Linked DNA regions of Mus musculus: region 2 is linked to region 1. Evidence: chromatin contacts called from public targeted proximity ligation data. All regions are on one chromosome and are shown on one strand. The core of a region is the stretch at or near the end of the contact, and the rest is flanking DNA. Distances in the headings are between cores, read along the strand shown. Region 1 overlaps Il33 (interleukin 33). Region 2 overlaps Gldc (glycine decarboxylase).

The links.
Region 2: a targeted proximity ligation map of pancreatic cancer cells shows a contact between it and region 1. A contact is called at or near these places in 1 of 484 Hi-C or Micro-C datasets (the MNK3 cell line), 3 of 130 datasets of targeted methods (the 230-238 cell line and pancreatic cancer cells) and 3 of 9 other capture datasets (adipose tissue, liver and pancreatic islet).

Annotation. Positions count from the first base shown.
Region 1 is chr19:29,938,291-29,942,005 of GRCm38.p6, forward strand. The region is part of intron 1 of Il33 (interleukin 33); the gene reads left to right. Among named protein-coding and RNA genes, the nearest start is that of Gm41832, 13 kb to the left of the region's middle.
Region 2 is chr19:30,105,731-30,109,445 of GRCm38.p6, forward strand. All of the region lies in intron 21 of Gldc (glycine decarboxylase), which reads right to left. Among named protein-coding and RNA genes, the nearest start is that of Gldc, 68 kb to the right of the region's middle.

The DNA of each region.
Region 1 (3,715 bases), core at 856-3,355:
ATTAATAAACCAACCATTTTGCCTTTTGTTTATGCAATGGGGTTCTACGAAATGTTACCTTTTTTTTTTTTTGGAAATACTTTTTTGACTTGAAATGTTCTGAGAGTTCCCCCTCTAACCACAGCACGTAGATTTCTCTTTATGACACTGTAAAACCTGCTCTCTACAGAGATCGCACCCCAGGGTGTCTGAAGTCTTGATTATGACTCTCACTCACAGGGCCGAATGATCCCGATCGCACTGATCTAATGCCACATAGGGAGTTGTAATCTCAGGATGGAGAGGAAGTTTGCTGGGCTGTGAGGGAAGCAATAGATCTGGAATGTAACAGGATTAGATCTCCCCACCCATTTCCTTAAAGTGTTTGCTTGAGCTTTTAGACATTGTACCTTGGGTAAATTACTTACATTATCTGTGCTCCATTTTCTTCATCTGGGTATGACAGAACATAGTACCACCCTGGCAAGATTGCTGTGATGACCAAGTTAATTATATAAAGTATGGTACTTGGCACACAATACTTAATCAAGTGTGAATTATATATATTATATATGTAACTATATAAAACACTTAATGCAGCACAAACCAGTCACATGGTGCTTATTCAAGGGTCAAATATATTAAATGTATTTTATTACATTTATTAATATATTAATATGTAATAAATTAATATATTTACAATATACTAAATGTATAATGTAAATTCCAAAAATGTGTCCCTGGTTGGGAATAGAAAAAAGAGAAACTGAAACAAACACTTTATTCCTATTTGATATTTCATATTTATTTTGAATTTCTATAAAAGTCATTTATGTATTTACTTACTAAGTTTTACTTAAAAACCTATTCTATATGTAGGAGAAAAATTTGTTTTGCCCTTCAGAGTTAAACTAAAGCCAAAGGTCTATGTGTTAAGCACATCCTTCACGTGGTTACACGCACCTTTCCTCTAGTGCTAACAGTTCTGAATACATAAAAACAAAATGAAACAGCAAACACCACTGTGGGCTCACCTGTGCGTGGGAGCTAACAGTGGACAGAGGGGACCAGGATGGCATCCTAGGAGTGAAAAAGGAGTAGGTGCAGAAGCAGGTACCCAAGGGGGATTCTGGGAGACAGGAGACACCACGCAGGACACATACACTCGCCTTGCTTTTAAGACAGGAAACCTGATAGAACAGTGAAAGGTCCAAGAAGTGGGGGTGGGGATATGCAGTATGGGGATCCTGAGCCTAGGATCCTAGGACCAGGAAGCCAGTCTATCTTTTTCAAAATCACACCAAACTTAATGCACACACATCAGGGACATTCAAAACACGTGTAAGTATAGAGTAGGTTTTGAGAGGAAGCCAGGAAATAAAAGGATGCCCTGAGCTGAATAAATTGAATGGTCAACCTAAGATTGGAGAGCATGGGCCAGCCGGAAGGTCAGCTACTCTACTTTAGGAAGTGTCGCCACCCAAGAACAAGAAGTCTGAGTCCCATTAGGATAAGATAAATAAAACATTAGGATTACGCTCCAGGGGTCAAAATGAAACATTTTCCGGCATCACTGGCAAGGACAGGTGAGCCAGGCTCTGCAGGTGTGGAAGCAGGTGGGCACTGATGAGTGACAGACACCTGTGCCCTATGACGTAAAAGGTACAGGGTGTGGAGGGAGATGATAGAGGCTGATGGGGAGGACACTATATCCAAAGAAGCAACAGCAAGGCAGAGCAGAGAATCACAGATAATAAAAGCTGGGGCTGGAGAGAAGGCTCGTGCTTAAAAGCACCTGGTATGCTTCCGGAAGACCCAAATTGGGTCCCTAGGATCTATGTGAGAGAGCTCACATCTAATACCCTCTTTTGATCCCCTTGGGCAAAAACAGGTATGTGTGTGTGTGTGTGTGTGTGTGTGTGTGTGTGTGTGTGTGCAAATTAATTTTTAATAATTAAAAACCAATACTAAGTGCCTCTCACTTTAAAGGCTTAAAGGAAATCTTTCCAGTAATAATGTGGTCCTCGCCCTCTTCTGGAGGGTGATCTGTCTAGACTCATTGCTTTGTCAGCTTTCTCCAGGGAGCACTTCCTTTCCCAGGGAGAGGGAAATTTCAGAGCAGTGGGAGGAAGGAAAGAGAAAGTAACTCAGCTCCGAGGAGGAGGGAGCTTTCACGACAGCTTTCCCTTCCCTTATTCCAGCCTCCGCCTGAAAGGAAGTGAAAACCAAGAGGGCACAGAGTTGGTGTAAGAGACCCACTGTGCGTCAGCATTGTCCTGTGATGAAGTCACTCTGTCTTAGAAAGCTTAGCCATCGACTATCAGCTAAGACCATGTGATGGTTTCAACTTGATATAACTTACAATGTCTGGAGAAAAGAGCCTAATCAAGGGGGTGTGTGCAGCGGGCCACACTGTACGGATGGCTTTGGGGGATGGTCTTGGTTAATGGACGTGGAGGGATCTAGCCCACTGTGAGTGGCACAATTCCCTGGTGAGGAGGAGGGGACTTCTAAGCAGTATAGGAATGGAGAAACTGAGCTGAATGCAAACAAGCCAGCCCGTAAGCATTTGTTTCCTTCTCTTGACTGCGATGAGATGTGAACAGCTGTTTAAAGTTCCTGTCTTGACTTCCCCCACGGGGGTACATAACCTGAAATTATGAACTTAAGTAAAACCATCCTTTTCCCAAGTTGCTTTTTGTTGGAGTATTTTATCACAGCTGTAGAAATAAAACTAAAGCAGATCATTTGGGGACACTGCCTCTTTCTATGCACTAGCAATATGTCTTTGAGATTCCCATCACAGACTCATGAATCTTCTCATGTTAGACCATAAAGGCTTGACACAGCATAAACTAGAACTTAGGCCCTGGAATTCAACATCATCCCATTCTAGCAATGTTCCCCATGCCTTCAGGGAAAGAGCTTGTTATCAGATCCGGCTTTACTTACAATTAGCAGTGTGGCCCTTGCCAGACCATCCCTGGGCAAGAGGTGAGCTACTGTTTACGCCGCTAACAGGGAGATAACCATATGCAAATAGCTAGTGAAAAGGCTCCTGGCTCACATAAGATGAATGGCCAAAGCTGTGAAGCTGTAGTCACCTCACGGACACTGTCCTCACTCAGGAGTGTCTTAATGGCTACAGATGACTCAGCAGTTAAGAGCGCATGCTGTTCTTGCGAAGGACCTGGGTTTAGCTGCCAGAACCCACATATGGCAACTCACAACCACTGGTAAATCCAGTTCCAGGGATCTGAGACCCTCTTTAGCCTGTGTAGGCACACACTCACACACATGCATGGTGTGCATAAATGCACACAGGCACGTACAGTGCACATACATTTTTTTAAACAATATATATATTATATGTTGTTTTATTTTATTTTTTTAAAGACTGACCTATTGTAAACTCCTCGCTCACCCTTCTTCTTGGCCTTCAGATGTTTCTTGTATAGTAGCCATAGTTTTTTTAAAAGGGAAAGGCCAGGACCCAAAGCTCAGTTGGTAGAGTGATTGCTTAGCATGAGCAAAGTCCTGGGTTCTAGGCACGATGGAGACAGAGTCAAGAGAGTCAGAAGGCCCAGACTGGGTCACTGAGCTTAGGTACAGTGGGCAAAGGTGCTTCCTGCTAAATCTTGTAAGTTTGATGCTTGGAACCCGTGTAGTAAAAGAGAGCAGCCGTCCCTGCAAGTTGTCCTATGATATTCATGGCCCGTGACTAACAAATAAATGT
Region 2 (3,715 bases), core at 616-3,115, 170 kb after region 1:
GGAGGACTGTGGACCAACAGTGTCTTCTAAACACAACAGTGCCACAATGAGCTCCCAGCAGCTATGGATGCCTGCACAGACCTGCAGAAAGAAGGTCAAAGGGACCCAACACTCCTGGCTATTGACAGTCCACAGCTTCTGGGGAGAGAGAGTCCGTTCTAAGGACGTGGCCCTGGTGGGGGACCACATAACGTCCTATGGCACTGTATCAAAAACCTGGATAAACTGGACTCATCCAGTAAAGAGGGGTAGGATAAAAAAGGCCCCAAAGTTGGGAGGAGGTAAGAAGATCAGGGTAGATTTGTGGGAGGAGAAAAGTTGGGAGTGAATAAGATCCAAACACATTGTATTTGCATGACTGAAATTCTTAAGAGTTAACAAAAATATTATATTAAAAAGGTGAGGAGGTGGAGCAATAGAATTACAAAGTGAAGTGGCCTGGCCCATGTGTGATTGTCTTCATTTGAAAGGAAATGGTCCCACTAGGCTCTTAGGGAGTGGCATTATTAGGACTTGTATCCTTGATGGAGTTGGTGTGGTCTTGTTGGAGGAAGTGTGTCACTGGGGGTGGGCTTTGAGGTTTCAATTGTTCAAGCCAGGCCCAATGTCTCTCTCTTCCTGGTGCCTGCAGATTAGGATGTAGAACGCTCAGCTCCTTCTCCAGCACTATGTCTGCCTGCACACTGCTATATTTCCCACCATGACAATAATGGACTAAACCTCCAAAACTGTAAGCAAGCTCCAATTCAATGCTTTCCTTATTAAGAGATGCCTGGGGTCATGGGGTTGTGGTATAGAAGCTAGGATTCTCTACGCCTCCCCCGGAGAACACAGATTGGAGCCACTGCTGCAACATTCTCACAGTGACTGCCTCAGAAGGTTAGAGGTAAGCAGCTCGTGTGAATTAAGCCTGGGCGGGCAATCAAAAGGTCTTCTGGTTGTGTGGTCACTCCCAGCATTTTCCTGGCACAGCACGTGCCAGCCAGACTGTGCGGCCACTGCCCACTGTCAAAGGAAGAGCCACCTGAAAAGTTCTTCAGGGACTGGAATCCAATGCAACATTGGGCTTGTCCAAGATGAGAGGCAGATAGAAACATTAGTCAAATTATGCTGCCAAAGACCAAACACAGGAAAGCCCTTTGGAGCACGTGGTGAACCTAACCCAAAAGATAAGGGCCCTGAAAGGTTAAAAAAAAAATCCCTTCTCTTACAAATCTACCATCTTTTCTGGGTGTGGCAAGAGGCCATGTCTGTAATCCCAGCACTGTGCAATGTTAAGACAGGTCAATCACAAATTCCAGTCTGCTTGAGCTACACAGTGAGATGCTCTATCATAAAACAAAGCAAAGCAAAACAAAACAAAACAAAACAAAGCAAAACAAAACAAAGCAAAACAAAAACAAAATCCCACGAAAGCATCTAACAAAAGAGACTGACTGACCAATACCACCAACAAAACAGTCGTTTTACGTAAAGTAATTCCTTTTCTCTTCATTGTAGCAGAATAAAATATTTCTCCGGCTTCTCCACCTATCTCTTTTACCCTTGTTTGCTTTAAAAGCCCACCAGCCTGGACAGTTTAGTTAATATTCAGATCTCAGCTCACGCTGGCAAGCCTGGAGCTCATTAAAACGATTGCCTCACAGGCATCTACAATTCCAACATCTGATTTACTGCTGGTAAATATGATTAAGACGAGCACTGGTCTTCTAATAGTGCCATAGGACACGTTAGGATTCACCGTGATTATTGAAAACATTCCTAGTTTGAGTCCCCAAAGCACAACAGTGCTGGGGTTCCGGGCCCCAGAATAGGAGATCTGAAATTGTGCAACATATGTGTTTAGCAGACCAACATGAGTCAATGTTTGGTTTGACTGACTTGAGGATTGAGTAATCAAGTCTGCAAGCAGCAATCCATTTCAGTTCGGGATGAGAACTGCTACTTGCAATTTAATTTGGGGGTAAAATGTCAAAAACAAATGGAAATTCCATCCATCTTTCTGTACTCTGAAGTCCCAAGGGATGGAGTAGGGCTCCCTGCCCCAAGCCACTACATAAATGCTAAGTGCGTGGTGACATCTGACCTTCTCTCGTGGGTGCCAACCAGCCCCATTCAATTTAAGTCACATTAATTCCTGCTTTCAAAACCTAAACTTTGCAATCAGTGAACACATTAAAAATTGCTGAATTGTGCAGCTTAAACGAGCAAATTATATGAGGAGGTATGCTAATTCCATCTTAGCAATGCTGCCTAAAATAAAACGTAATGTAAGACATTTAGGGCTGGGACAGCTCATCCTTAGGATATATGCCTAGCAGGAGTGAAGCCCTAGGTTCAAAAACAAGTACTGCCACCAATAATTAACTAAAGAAATGAAAGAAAACCTTAAGTATTAGAAATTAAAACAAAGTCTCTTCCAGTCATGAAATTGATAATTTTTTTTAAACCTTTGTTGTTTTTTTTTTCGTCTATTCTTCTCACTATACTCTTGGTGTGATGGGCACTCTCAATACTAGTAGCATAAAATAACTGACACGGTGTCTTGAGAAAATTAAAGAAACATGTATAAAAAGCTCAAAGCCTCCATATCCCTTTTTATAAGTTATCTAAAGAAATAGTTTTTCTCAAAAAACAAAAACAGAAACACACTATTGGAGGGGTTGTTCTTATTAGCAACAATACAATGCAAATAGCTGAAAATTTAACTATAGACTCACAGGGCATCCACACTATTCAGTCACATAGGGAAAAACTCACGGAAATAGGATAGGTAGGCATTGTGGAGCTGTGGGGAAAATGTAATACTGCACAGCCACATAAGACATAAAAGATGACAGCACATGTGTGTGTGAGAAAGAGAGAGTCGGGGGAGAGGCAGGGACAGAGACTGAGCAACCACATAAAGACATTGGTGGTGGTAGTAGTGGTGGGTTTGTGTGTGTGTGTGTGTGTGTCTGTGTGTGTGAGAGAGAGAGAGAGAGAAAAATAGAAAGAAAATAGAGAGAGAGATTGAGAAAGAGAGAGCAATGAAGCAACCACATAAAAAGACATTGGGCTGTGCTGTGCTGTGCTGTGCTGTGCTGTGCTCTGGTACACTGCATGTGTAAGTAGGAGGACAGAGGCTTGCTGGTCAGCCAGCCTAGCTCATAGCTGAAATGGTGAGCTTCAGGTTCCTTGAGAGACCTTGTCTTAAAAAAATAATGAAAGAACCATTAAAGAGCTATTAAAGAAGGTGTTTCTATGTCAACCTCTGGCTTCCACATGCACTAAGAAGGATGAGCATACTCTCCCACACAGATGCAAAAATAAATAGATAAATAAATAAATAAATCCTCCAAACTGCATCTGTGATGTTAGCTTATTGTCCAAGAGAAATAAGAGCGGGAATACAGTGAAACATTCAGTGTTAGCTTTATCTGGCTGACGATGCAAGTATCACTTAGATTTTCCCTCTCATGGCTTTTTTTTTTTTCCTCCAGACTTCTGAATTGAACAATATGCATCATTTATATAACCAGACAGCATAAATATTCAATCCCCTCCTTAAAGCAAATACACACCAGGCTGGATTTCACAGCACGGGAGCGCTGTCTGAACTCATTAGCAACTGCAGAAGCACTCTGCTGCGCTGCTTGTTGCTTGGAGACGTTTCCCTCAGAACCTTCTCTGCTCTCTGGAGACCACCCTCCCAGGGCTCCTGGTTATTTACTTC